2 separate regions of the Macaca mulatta genome follow, and region 2 is linked to region 1. Evidence: chromatin contacts called from public Hi-C data. All regions are on one chromosome and are shown on one strand. The core of a region is the stretch at or near the end of the contact, and the rest is flanking DNA. Distances in the headings are between cores, read along the strand shown.

Region 1 (6,871 bases), core at 1,358-3,857:
TTCGAGACCAGCCTGGCCAACATGGCAGAACCCCTCTCTACTAAAAATATGAAAATTAGCTGGGTGTGGTGGCAGATGCTTGTAATCCCAGCTACTCAGGAGGCTGAGGCATGAGAATCACTTGAACCTGGGAGGTGGAGGTTGCAGTGAGCTGAGATCATGCCACTGCACTCAGCCTGGGTGCAGAGTGAGACTGTCTCCAAAAAAAAAAAAGTTATACCATTAGAATAAATGTTGACTATTTTTGAACTTATGAATATTCAAAGGTAAGACAATTAGTTTCAGTTAGATCCAGTATAATGAAGAATTCGGCAGGAATGTCTCTGCTCTGTAATAGGACATGTTTCTTCTAAGCTTGTAGTATCCATGCATTATCATTAGAACAATTCAGTTTCAGGCCAACCAAGTTATAGAAAACTAGTTCCTCGTTGCAAAGGTGCCAGAAAAAAATAAATTTTTAAGCTTTGGCTGAAATCTATTCAGCCTCTTTGAAAGTCAACATTCCCAATTTTAAGTCATTTTTTTTCCCATTCAACTGAGAAACTATTGAGCATCTTTTCTGTTTAACAGATTAACCAAGAATAACAGAATTAACAGTTAATAGAATTAACAGATTTAAGCCAAACTAAACTCGAGTTTATCTAGATAAACAAGAGGCAATACCTATCCTCAAAGTGCCTTCTAATTAATAGGAGGATGTAGATGGAATGGCCTCTACCTGGAATGATATCTCTAGTTTATTTAGCCACCATTGGACTTAACATTTTGTATATTCCTCCAGGGAGCCTGCACTCACACAGCAAGTTTGGCTTGGACAGATGCCCCTCCTAAATGCCTTTCTAGAATCTTGCACTTTATAGCCCTTATACAAACTGTTTTAATTGCCTGGTGGTTTTCTGTTACATGAATTGTAAGCTCTCTTAAAGTAGAAACTTTTCACAAATCCGTATGACACAATTTATTTTTATGTATTTATTTGAGACAGGTTCTCGCTCTGTTACCCAGGCTCAAGTGCAGTGGCATGATCTTGGCTCACTGCAACCTCCGCCTCCCCGGTTCAAGCAATTCTTGTGTCTCAGCATCCCAAGTAGCTGGGATTACAGGTGTGTGCACACCCGCTAATTTTTGTATTTTTAGTGGAAACAGGGTTTCACCATGTGGGCCAGGCTGGAATCGAACTCCAGGCTTCAAGTGATCGACCCACCTCGGCCTCCCAGAGTGCTGGGATTACAGGCGTGAGCCACCACGCCCGGCTAGTCACATGGCTTTCTCTTAGCCCTATCACGTCCTGCTTTTTCAGATTGCTGGGTTTAACTTCCCAGCTCCCTCTTACTAGGTCTGTCACATTAAGCAGGTAACTTAGGTGACTCTGTTTCTGTAAAATGGGAATGTTAGGATAATACATAATACACAGGATAATACATAATAATGTGGGATAATACGTGAAAAACCTTTAGCATAGTACCCAGAACATAACACTCAATAAATGTTAGCTGTTATGTCTGTGATGTAGACCATATTCTCACAACTTTTTATAGAGTTCAAAAACAAGCTTGGAGATGAGAAGTTGCCCAAGGTCACATAACTGATGGAACACCTATTGTTCACCATATTGCTGTTTTCCTACTTGACGGTAGGGAGCATGTTATTGCAGATCTCCTGTTCCCAAACAGTGTGTGGCACCGAATGCTCAATGTTTCATGAGATCATATGGTCAAAGATCTGGAAAAATCTGAATAAACTGAACCTGGAAAAAGAGACGGGGGAGAAGGAAAGTGTCAGGAAAGTTGACTTAAAATATTTTTGGAGTTGTGTAGAAGAGGGAGGGACTTAGGATGGCTCTGGGAGAAAGAACTGGAACCAGGGACTGAGATGACAGGAGGCGGACATTTAGGCTGTCTATATTACTTTTTTTTTTTTTTTTTTGAGACAAAGTCTTGCTCTGTCATCCAGGCTGGAGTGTAGTGGCGCGATCTCGGGTCGCTACAACCTCCTCCTTCCATTCAATTGATTCTCCAGCCTCAGCCTCTCAAGTAGCTGGGATTACAGGTGCCTGCCACCACGCCTGGATAATTTTTGTATTTTTATAGAGACGCGGTTTCACCAGTTGGCCAGGCTGGTCTCAAACGCCTGACCTCAGGTGATCCGCCCACCTCGGCCTCCTAACATGCTGAGATTACAGGCGTAAGCCACCTTGTCCGGCCATATTATCTTTACTATACTATCTTTCTAAAAAAGAATGCTGTCCAACGTTGAAAGGTGAAAGAAGGTGTACACTGGGAATGCTTCCCCAATCACCCTCTTGTCACAGACCTGAGGTCAAGATGAGACTGGACGACCTCTGAACCTCGAAGTTGTATGGGGACCGGACCAGGGAGGCAGAGGAGGGTAAAGAGACCCGAGAGGCCGTACTGTCAGTGATGCCCTTGTTCCCGTGGGAGCCCTTCGGTTCCACGCAGTTCCCACCACGCGCCCGCCAATCCCAGCCCGAAGCCTCACTTAGCAGGCCTTCCCCGAAAGCGGGAAGCCTTGGCCGCTAGACTAGCCAAGCTGTCAAACAAAGGCGGGGGAAACTCAGCCGGGCCGGAAACACAGAGAACTGCTTCCGGGTCAGGGGGCAGGAGCCACCATGGAGCTTCGCGGGGTTGCTGGGCTGACGGATCCGCGGGCCGGCATCTGAAGCGAGCGGGACGCAGCGCGGCTAGCGCCTCCGGCCATACGCAGGCCGGTCCCGAAGGCCCGCGGTCGCCGCCATGTCGGTGCTGGGCGAGTACGAACGACACTGCGATTCCATCAACTCGGACTTTGGGAGCGAGTCCGGGGGTTGCGGGGACTCGAGTCCGGGGCCTAGCGCTAGTCAGGGGCCGCGAGCCGGCGGCGGCGCGGCGGAGCAGGAGGAGCTGCACTACATCCCTATCCGCGTCCTGGGCCGCGGCGCCTTCGGGGAAGCCACGCTGTACCGCCGCACCGAGGTAGCGGCCCTCGGCACCTGCCGTCCTGTCTGGCGCTGTCGGGTCGCCCCGAGTCCTTTCTTCCCGGCCCCGCTTTCTCAGCGTCGTGAGCTTAGTGCTTTAGGCGCCCACAGGATATATGTGTCAGGGTCTTCACCGCTCTTCCCACTCATCGGCACTAGAAATTGGCAAGATCATTGGTTTGACTAACTAGTCATTTTTGATTGGCCTAAGTCACCTAACCGTCTCTGAGCTTTAGCATCCCCATCTGTAAAATGGGCTTACTGATAATACCTTGAAATCATCCTTTTTTTTTTTAAGATTATCTTGAGAATGAAACGAAGGCGCTTGTTCTGTAAATTAAAGTGGTATACGAATGTGAGGTATTGCCAAAACTTCCTTCCCCTCATGCTGTATATATAGTTTTCCAAGGTCGGGGTGAGGAGGACGGGCATAGCTTCAAAATCCCCACACCGGTGGCACCTCCGTAGTTTGTGTCATTATCTTTAAGATCAGCTGTGATCACTCAGTTGGAAGCTTTTCTTGAAGCTCATTGGGAAGATCTTTGTGTGTTGGTTCTTTATCAGTGTTTATCCTACAGGGTTTATGCATGGGAAGTACTCTGTTGGTATATTCTAAGCCATTAGTTCTTAATTTGGGGGGCACAAGGACCCCTTTGAGAACCTAACATAAGCAAAGTAATCTTACCCCCTCCATCAACACATTTGCACATAGGCACATCCTTTGGAGAGATCCATGGATCACGGAATCCCAAGTTAAGAATATATACTAGTGTAAAACCCTGCAGTGATGATTCTACTTCCAAAAACTAACGATATACTGGTTTTGATCATAAAATCTTACTTTAGGGTAAACATTTAATGAGAACTTGCTGGGGTTGCCGAAAGTGATCCATCCATCTGCAGTTCTGGTGTGTGTTCCAAGCCAGCATACTTTTAAGGCTGAAAGATGGAGAAGGAGAGAAGTGGTTGCAAGAAAATATTTTTAAGTGTTCTTTTTTATCCTGAAGCCACGTTAATGTATGATGTTAGAGTTATTCTTAGTAGTCTGTTTTCTTTTTTGCACTCAAATGAGAAAGAGGAGATAAGGATTGTTATTTCTATATTTTAGTTAGAGAAACTAAGACAGTATACTTAAGTCACTTGCTCACTTAAGTTATAAGTAAATCTTGGACTAGAACTAAAGTCTCACATCTTGCCCATTGCCTTTTTATTATTATCCTGTTGAACTTGATTACTGGATTTGTTTTGAGTTAAATTTGATTACACTTCTCAAAAATTGCATAGCGTTATCCATATCACCAAATATTTATTAGGTCTGTGAATTTACAGAAGTTCAGAAGCACTCTTCCTCTAGAAGCTTATATTTCAATAGGAAAAGTTGGCCATTGTTAGTAAACACATAGCATTAAGTTGTATATGTAGAGATATGAAAAGAATGGACAAATATTTCAGTGTATGGGGTCTAAAAATTAAAGGCATGGTTACAGTAAAAGGTTCATCAGAGTCTTTTCAAAAACATTGTAAAGGCTTGGCAGAGGCATTCAAAAGGATGGGGAGGGTTACATTGGTGGAGATGCTCCTGGGCTAGGAAGCAGTGTCAGCAAAAAATGAGGCCAGGCACAGTGGCTCATACCTGTAATCCCAACACCTGGGAGGCCAAGGTGGTCAGGTCGCTTGAGGCCAGGAGTTCTAGACCAGCCTGGGCAACACAGTGATACTCCATCTCTTAAAAAAAAAAAAAAAAAAAAAAAAAAATTTAGCTGAGTGTGGCAGTGCAATGCCTGTAGTCCTAACTACTGGGGAAGCTGAGGTAGGAGGATTGCTTCAGCCCAGGAGTTCAGAGCAGAAATGAGCTATGACTGCACTCTATCTCAAAAAAAAAAAAAGATGGTAGACATCAGGAGCTACAGGTAAGTTTTCAGGAATGGAAGAAAATGTGATACATAAAAGTGTGAGAGATTATAGAGTTGCAAAAGGGGGCATGACTTATCCAGAAAGGGTAAGTCTAAATTTATAAAACTAGGGAAGTCTAAATTTATAAAACTAGAGGCAAGTTTAGTATTTTCATTTTAGAAGCTGTGACCAACTATAGATAATTGCTCCCCAGTTCTCTACCTCTCAAGTATTGCCCTGCCATAATCACCATCATGATTAGCAGTCTGTCATAGTATCCTCAATAGAATCTTTTTGAGACCTATGCCCAGCCCATATTTTTACCTGGAACTGACATCATGCAAATTGAGTGTGACGACGACGTCGTAATGCTTTACTTCCCCTGTCCTGTGATAAATTATAATGCTAAATTGTACACATAACCTTTGAAGTCTGTTAAAAGGAAAAAATAAGAGGAGTCAGTCTCTGCTCCTCTTAGGTAGTTTTGCTTCTAGGCTTACAAATCTAGGTGTGGATTCATTTGCTGCCAGGCAAGAGGAAAAGCACGATACCTCTGTTACTGTGTTTAGGATGACTCACTGGTTGTGTGGAAGGAAGTTGATTTGACCCGGCTGTCTGAGAAGGAACGTCGTGATGCCTTGAATGAGATTGTTATTCTGGCACTGCTGCAGCATGACAACATTATTGCCTACTACAATCACTTCATGGACAATACCACCCTGCTGATTGAGCTGGAATATTGTAATGGTAAGATAGAGTTCAGTGGGACCTTCTCCAGCAAGACTTTCATAGACTCATAGTTACCTTGAGGAGAAGAATATAAGAAGAGACATATACAGTGATAAAAACTTTAAATGAATGTCTCGAGTTTAAGAGAAACTTTTCAGGCCTTGGAGAATTTTGAAGTGGTTAACGAAATAAGGAGAGGGATTTTCCCCTGCATATCCAAATTTTCTCTTGTGATTATAGTTCCATTTTCAAACTATCTTTTCTTCGGTTGGATTTTACATTTATTTTTCAAGTTTTTTTTTTTTTCATGAAATGACATTAGTTAACCAGAATGTGGCTTGGCAGTGCTTGATACAGTATTTAATAATATCTTGTAGGTGATATTTATTTATATTTTCAGCTAAAGCTATCCTATTGAAAAGCAGTCCAAAGATCATAACTGAGTGAAAGTGGTATATGGTAAAGCATGGCGCTATTTATCTGATCCCTGATTTCTTCAGATCATTTTGCTTGTAAGATAGCAGTATAGCCTAGTTGTTAAAGAAAATAGACTCTAAACCCAAGTTTGTCTACTTTCTAGCTCTATAACCGTGGCAAGAAACTTAACTTCTCTGTGCCTCAGTTTCCTCACTTTATTTATTTATTTTTTTGAGACAAAGTTTTACTCTTGTTGCCCAGGCTGGAGTGCAATGGTGCCATCTTTGCTCACCACAACCTTCGCCTCCTGGGTTCAAACGATTCTCCTGCTTCAGCCTCCTGAGTAGCTGGGATTACAGGCATGTGCCACCACGCCCAGCTAATTTTTGTAGTTTTAGTAGAGACAGGGTTTTGCCATGTTGGCCAGGCTCGTCTCTAACTCCTGACCTCAGGTGATCTGCCCACCTCTGCCTCCCAAAGTGCTGGGATTACAGGCTTAAGCCACCGCACCCAGCAGTTTCCTCATTTTAAAATGAGTTTGTTGGCCAGGGACAGTGGTGCACGCCTGTAATTCCAGCACTTTGGGAAACCAAGACAGGCAGATCACTTGAGCATAGGAATTCGAGGAAGGCCTAGGCAACATAGTAAAACACTGTTGCTACCAAAAATGCAAAAAATTAGCTGGGTGTGGTGGTGTGCACCTGTAGTCACAGCTACTTGGGAGGCTGAGGAGGGAGGATGGCTTGAGATAGGGAGGCAGTAGTTGCAGTGAGCTCAGACCACTGCACTCCAGCCTGGGCGATGGAGCCAGACCCTGTCTCAAAAAAAAAAAAAAAAGGCTGGGCATGGTGGCTCACG
Region 2 (6,871 bases), core at 2,705-5,204, 170 kb before region 1:
TCACTGCTAGAGGGAACCAAGAGCACATATAATCAACCCCCATTCCATCAACAAGACAGCTAAGCTGGAAAATTCATTTACAAACAGTTACATGGTACTTATGAGGTGCAAGATGCTGCTTTAGCACTTTACAAATACCAACTAATTCACCCTCATTGTATCACTATGAGATGGATACTTTTTTTTTTTAGAGACAGAGTCTGCTCAGTCACCCAGGCTGGACTACAGTGATGCGATCTTGGCTCACTTCGACCTCTGCCTCCTGAGTTCAAGCAATTCTCTTGCCTCAGCCTCCAGAGTAGCTGGGACTACAGGCGCGTGCCACCACACGCGGCTGATTTTGGTATTTATAGTAGAGATGGGGTTTCACCATGTTGTCCAGGCTGGTCTCGAGCTCCTGACCTCTGGTGATCTTCCCACCTTGGCCCCCCAAAGTGCTGGGATTACAGGCAGGAGCCACCACGCCCAGCCTTTTTATACAGATGAGAAAACTGAGGCACAGAGAGAAGAGTAAACTTGTCCAGGGACACACAGCAAGTGGTAGAGTCTGGATATGAAGTTAACCTTAGAGCTGCATCTTCTATCCCGGAAGCAGAGGCCCATCTCTCCTAAGTCTTTGTCCTTTGACCTGTCTACACCACCGCCACTCTCCTCATCTTTCTGAGAGTCCTCTTCAAATTTCAGACTTCCTCATCCCACTCTGGGTGATGTTACTGTTCTCTTGTGAAATTGCTTTGTGAAACGACTTATTGTGCAAGGCCATATTTGATTAGATCACTATCCAGAGTCCCTAAAGAACTAAGAGTTCTTTAGGAAGGTTTATCGAAGCAAAAGCTCAGGGTTGTTTCTGTGGAAACTAATCAATCAATTCAATAAACAAGGGCTTATTGAGAGCAGTTTGTGTCCCCAGCCCTGTGCTGGGCACCCTGGGGTCTGTGAACAAAAAAGACGTACAGACTTGGACCCCAATAAAGAAACACACTATATAAGTGCACACTGGGTGCGGAACCTGTGTACAGCCATATTTCAAAAGACGTATAGGATGGCTGGACGCAGTGGCTCATGCCTGTAACCCCAGCACTTTGGGAGGCCAAGGCGGGTGGATCACTTGAGATCAGGAGTTCGAGACCAGCCTGACAAACATGATGAAACCCCATCTCTACTAAAAATACAAAAAATCAGCTGGGCATGGTGGCGGGTGGCTGTAATCCCAGCTACTCGGGAGGCTGAGGCAGAATTGCTTGAACCCGGGAGGCGGAGGTTGCAGTGAGCGGAGATTGCGACACTGCACTCCAGCCTGGGTGACACAGTGAGATTCCAGCTCAAAAATAAAAAACAAAAAAGACGCATAGGAAAGGAAAGTCAGGAAAAGTGTTTAGGTAAGGGGTGGAATTTGAAATAGGCTTTTTTTTTTTTTGAGACAGTCTCACTTTGTCACCCAAGCTGAAGAGCAGTGGCCTGATATCAGCTCACTGCAACCTCCATCTCCCGGGTTCAAGTAATTCTCCTGCCTCAGCTTCCCAAGTAGCTGGGATTACAGGCATCTGCCACCTTGCCCAGCTAAATTCTGTATTTTGAGCAGAGACAGGGTTTCAACATGTTGGCCAGGCTGGTCTCAAACGCCTGACCTCAAGTGATCCGTCTGCCTCAGCTTCCCAAAGTGCTGGGGTTACAGGGGTGAGCCACCGCACCTGACCTGAATTTGAAAGGAGGGGCAGGGTTCGGATAGCAGGAAGAGAAAGAGCAGACTTCGCAGCAGCAACAGGCATGTTTTCTGCATCCAAATCGACCAGATCCTCAGAAAGAAACCAAAGACAGAAAAGGCTACAATGGCTCGTGTGTTTTGGTTTGGCTTGGGGTTGTCAAGTTTCGCTTGTTCCACCGGAGTGAATACAGAAAAACTCCCTTGCTGGCAGCACCGCGAGGAGGCTTCTGGATGAGAAGGGCGCGCTGCCTCACATGTGCACTAGGAGGCAGAGCTGCCGCGGGGCTGCTGTAACTCCGAGAACAACCAGGGAGCAAGGGGAAGGATCCCAGCTCCTTCCTCAAATCCGCGGGCTGCAGGGCCAGAGGGCAGTTGGAAAGCAGTCGTCTTCTTAGTCCGAGTTGCCTTCATTTTCAGCCTAGAAGTTAGAGAAGAAACACCCCCAGTTAAGAGGAAGTTGGGTGAGACTGAAAGGGGAAAGACAAAGAGAGCAGCATTAAAGAGGCACTCTTCCCCACCCCCAGCAAGGAACCTCCGTGTGCCTTGAGAAGACTTCCAAACAGCAGAAAAGGGTTAGGGCTACTCATGCCTCCTGCTGTAGTCTTGGCTGAGAAAAGTTTAATGCAAGGCTTGGGTAACTGTGAAAAGTGACCAACTGCTAGACGAAGACTAGTTTCAGAACAGCCAACTCCTGTTCCCTGGACAGGGGTGACCATTCCAGCCCTCTAAGGAGGAGTGCTTGAGGCTTTAGGAAGTACACAATTATTGGCCATCCCCCTAGGCCCTGGTGTCATGGTGAGGGCTGCGTGTGGCAGCAGACATGACAATGGCATTCTTTAAGAGCCCTGAAGTCAATATTTAGCCTAAATGTACAACCCACCAGCTGAGCCAGGCAACAGGGTTCTGAAGCACAGGAAGTTAGAAGCACCTAGGCGATGTGGAACACTATTTGAAGCTAGATATCCTGACTTTTATCAGTTTCTAACTAGCTGTGCAAGTTTGGATGGTTGAACCAACTTCTCTGAGCTTTAATTTCCCTGTTGGCGAAATAGGTTAAATTAGATTAAGTCTCCGATGTGCCTTCCAGCTCTGAAACTCTAGAAAACACACACTCCTTCAGCCAGAGGAACTGGGGAATCTAGGGGGCAGGAATGGGGGTGGGAGGATGGCGACAGGCGTCTTGAAGGATTAACCCCACGCTTCTCCTCGCAATTGCAATCGGCTCCCCAGCAGTGGCCACTGCGGCACTGCCTGCCCCACCCCCGCCCTCCGGGCCCGGCGGTACACACCCACGGCTCCCTCAGAGACTTCTGGAATCTCGCTGGATTTCTCCCAGGAATGCTTATTGCCCTTTAGATCTGCAAATCGCTTTACATCAGCAACCCTGCCGCGCGATTATTAATCATCGCAATATTCTCCCCCATCCCCTACCCTCCCCGCCCCCGCCCCCCGGCCTGGAAGAGGAATTGCAGGGGTCCGGATTTATGAACGTGATTCGTATTATTCATTCAATAATCAGTTAACTAAAGTTCATTAAGCGCCTAATAGGAGCAAGGTGCAGAGACACACAAATCCAGTCACCACAGGGGGCAGAACTGTAGGGGTCCATGCTCAAAGAAATTCACTGATATTCCAGTTATGTCCTGGGGAGGGGGTGGTTAGTGGGTGATGGAAGTCCCTCACAAGTCTGATGACAAGGCTGCAACCATTATGGACCACTCCCACGGTTCATTTTATCAGGCCAGGAAAAGGCAAGTGGCCTTCCCAAGGTCACTTATCCCCCGAGAGGCAACGCTGACCCCAGAACCGCGGTCTTCAAAGCTTTCCATTGCGCCATGAAGGAAAATTTTGAGTTGAAGCCTATAAAATACAGCGTTGGGCGAGGGATGGCATGATTTCCGGGCACAGAGTGAGAAAATCGTGATCCCAGATCACCCACCCACAACAAACGAGACAGCCCCAAATCTTGACTGCAGCCTCAACCAGCAGACGCACAGGAATGCTGGAAACAGCTCATCCATCAATCGCGGCGTCCTCTCTCTGGGCCCCCAGCGCCCCTGCCCTCGCCTCCGCCCAGGTGGGTCCCGGGGCAGGGGGCGGGGGTCTCGTGGCTCGGAGCCTCTGCCCAGCATTCCAGGGGGCGGGGCAGGAACCGGGGGCGGGGCGCGGCGGGAGTCCCGCCCTCAGCCTATCCCGGGCCGGCTGCGCAGTGGCTGAGCCAAATATGGGCAGAGCGGAAGCGGAGGGCCGACGTCACGGCGCCGGGTGGGGACCGCGCTGCGGGGCGGTGACGGGAGTCGCTGACGGCGCCTACGTGTCACCGTGGAAACCAAACAGTAAACAGAGGATTCGCGAGCTCCTGGCACCGCCTGGCCCTGCGACCTGGCCTGGAGCGAAGGGCCGGAAGCTGGGAAGGGCCAGGAGAAACTTTGGCCTGGCGGACGAGGACAGGAGCGCGGCAAGGGTGTAGAGAGGGCGGTGAAGGGGACGCTGAGAGAGCACTCCCAAACGTCCCTCCCTGAGGTTCCTGGAAGCCGGCGCTGCCTCTGCCCAGGGGCCAGCAAGGGCTGGTCAGGAACGGAAGGAAACCCTCCTGTCCCTACTTTTTCTTTTCCTTTTTTTTTTTTTTTTTTTTTTTGAGATGGACTCTCGCTCGATCGCCCAGGCTGGAGTGCCCTGGCGCGATCTCGGCTCACTGCAACCTCCGCCTCCCGGGTTCAAGCGATTCTCCCGCCTCAGGCTCCCAAGTAGCTGGAACTACAGGTGCGCGTCACCGTACCCGGCTAATTTTTTACATTTTTAGTAGAGACAGAATTTCACCACGTTGGCCAGGTTGGTCTCGAACTCCTTACCTCAGGTGATCCGCCCACCTCGGCCTCTCAAAGTGCCGGGATTACCGCGCCCGGCCTCTCCTGTCCCTTCTGAGGGCCTCCCTGCCTGCAAGGTTGTTGGGGATACTGATTTTGCTTTGTTTTTCCTTTATAATGGCTAAGAGTTCAGGCATTGAAGCCACACTGCCTGGACTCAAATTTCAGCGCTGCCACTCCAGTTGGATGATCTTGAGCAGATCTCTGGGTCCCAGACTAACAGGACCTACCTTTAAGAGTAGATGAGGACTTTTAAAATGAGTGTGTGTGTGTGTGTGTGTTTGGAACAGTGTCAAGCATGTTGTGAGCCCCAAGTTAGTGTTGAGTGTTTATTTTTATTTCCAGGCAGCACAAGAGAAACTTACCTAGTATTAGTAGTGCAACTCCTAAATCATACTACTGATGTAATGTTTTTTTCTCGAGTCTTCCTTAGATTTAAAATAAACAAAAGGGGCCAGGCACTGTGGTCCACGCCTGTAATCCCAGCACTTTGGGAGGCCAAGGCAGGAGGATCAGTTGAGCCTAGGAGTTCTAGACCAGCCTGGGCAACATAGGGAGACCCCGACTCTACAAAAATAAAAATAAAAAAATTAGCTGGGCATAATAGCACACACCTGTGATCCCAGCTACTTGGGAGGCTGAGGTGGGAAGATCTTGGGCCAGGGCAGTCGAGGCTGCAGTGAGCCTTGATTGCAGTCACTGCACTCCAGCCTGAGTGACACTGGGAGACCCTCTTTTAAAAATAAATAAAATAAGCAAAAGGAATTATCTATTTTAAAGATAATTTTCAAATCTAGTAAAAATATTTGATGTATTAACTAAAATGTGCATTTGTCAAATAAAAACATGGCAAAGCACTGTATCACACTGCTTCACAGTTTTAAATTTGAAACACAAAAACTCCAAATGGTTACATGGAACAGAAGCAACCCAAATTCAGTCCTCACAGTCACTGTGTTATCTCTGTTTTTTAAGTAATTTTTAAAAATGAAGGGTACGTATTACATTATTCAAACTCAATAGTAATCCCAGCAAATGTTTAGAACTTAAAACAACAAAAGATATTTTCAGGAAGAAGTACTTTGTCACTGACAACATTAGAATTGCCAGCTCATAGTGTTTATTTAAAAGGCAGACTGCTCAAAGACCTGAGTGTGACCAGTGCTGGCCTGGATGCCCTACCTGGGAGCTCTCATCCCCTTCCCCCAACAGACCCGGATACATAATCCCTTACATCGAACCGATGAGCAAGGCCATGCTCCAACTGAAGGCTCTAGAGTCTTCAGACCTCACCGAGGTCGTGGCTTACAGCTCCTATTGGTACAAGCTCCAAACCAAGTGGTGCTCCAGTCCATGGCTGAGTGGCACTGCCAGCACCAGGAGCAAGTGATGCTCAAACTTGCAGAAGCCATGAATGCCCTCAAACTAGGCCCTTGGACGAAGCAAATCAGCTTCCAGCCAATGATGGAGGCCAGGATGTAGAGATTAGGTTGTGGCCAGAGTCGGAGTGATTCCAGCTCGGTTTAAACTCTGCTCCAGCCTGAGGAATTAAGGAAAAACCATCTGTTTGGGGATCTCTGCCCTTGCTCTGAGTCCTGTTGTGAATATCTTTTTTGAAGGTTGCCAATTAAAGAAGAAAGTTTTGGGGTTTTCTCATTTTTTCTTTATCAAGAATAAAGTTTTAAATAAGGAAAAATGGTAAAAGGCAGACCAACTTTTTTTGGTTTTATTATTTGTTTGAAATTCTAAGCAGATAATGTGATCTCTTGTGGATAACAAATCCTAGGGTGACCCATAGTAATTCCTGCTTCCTGATGTCCATACCTTTGTGTAATTCCCTCCATCTGAGTGCAGGTGGAACCTGAGACTTGCCTCTTAATGCAAAGGTGACGGGATGTCTTTGTCTGTGTATGGCCCCATCTTGCTGACATGCTGGAGAGGTTCTCCTTGCAGGCTTGATTATGTGAGCAGCTATGTTGAAGAAGTTTACAAGGCAGCCTCTAGAACCGAAGGATAACCTTCAGCCAACAGCCAGCAAAACACCGGAGCTCTTAGTAACACAGCCACAAGGAAATAAAGTCTGTGAACAACCTGAGTGAGCTTGGAGGTGGACTCTTCCCCACTTAAGCATCCAGCTGAAAACACAGCTCAGCTGACACCTTGATTGCACCCTTGCGAGACCTTGAACACAATACTGTTCTATTCAGAAGATGGATGGAGTTTGCTAGATAAGCATCTGGCTATACCTGGACTTCTGATTTGCAGAAACTGTGAGATAATAAATGTGTGTTGTTTTAAG

Evidence for each region. Hi-C and Micro-C count contacts between places; a contact is called where the count stands out from the background.
Region 2: a contact with region 1 is called in a Hi-C map of CD4 T cells, with 5 times the contacts expected there. The contact joins the enhancer-like site here to the promoter of NEK9 in region 1. A contact is called at or near these places in 11 of 14 Hi-C or Micro-C datasets (CD4 T cells, blood, cortical neurons and 6 more).

The regions. Positions count from the first base shown.
Region 1 is chr7:148,317,362-148,324,232 of T2T-MMU8v2.0, reverse strand. It overlaps NEK9 (NIMA related kinase 9), which reads left to right and starts at 2,607. Exons shown (of 22, transcript NM_001265631.1): 1 at 2,607-2,972; 2 at 5,437-5,614. The coding sequence starts at 2,754.
Region 2 is chr7:148,489,349-148,496,219 of T2T-MMU8v2.0, reverse strand. No RefSeq gene overlaps it. Among named protein-coding and RNA genes, the nearest start is that of FOS, 16 kb to the right of the region's middle. Within about 2 kb of position 3,954, at least 37 of the 40 cell types and tissues checked have an H3K27ac peak or open chromatin away from gene starts, as enhancers often do. A contact at or near this core is called in CD4 T cells, blood, cortical neurons and 3 more, where this site is marked.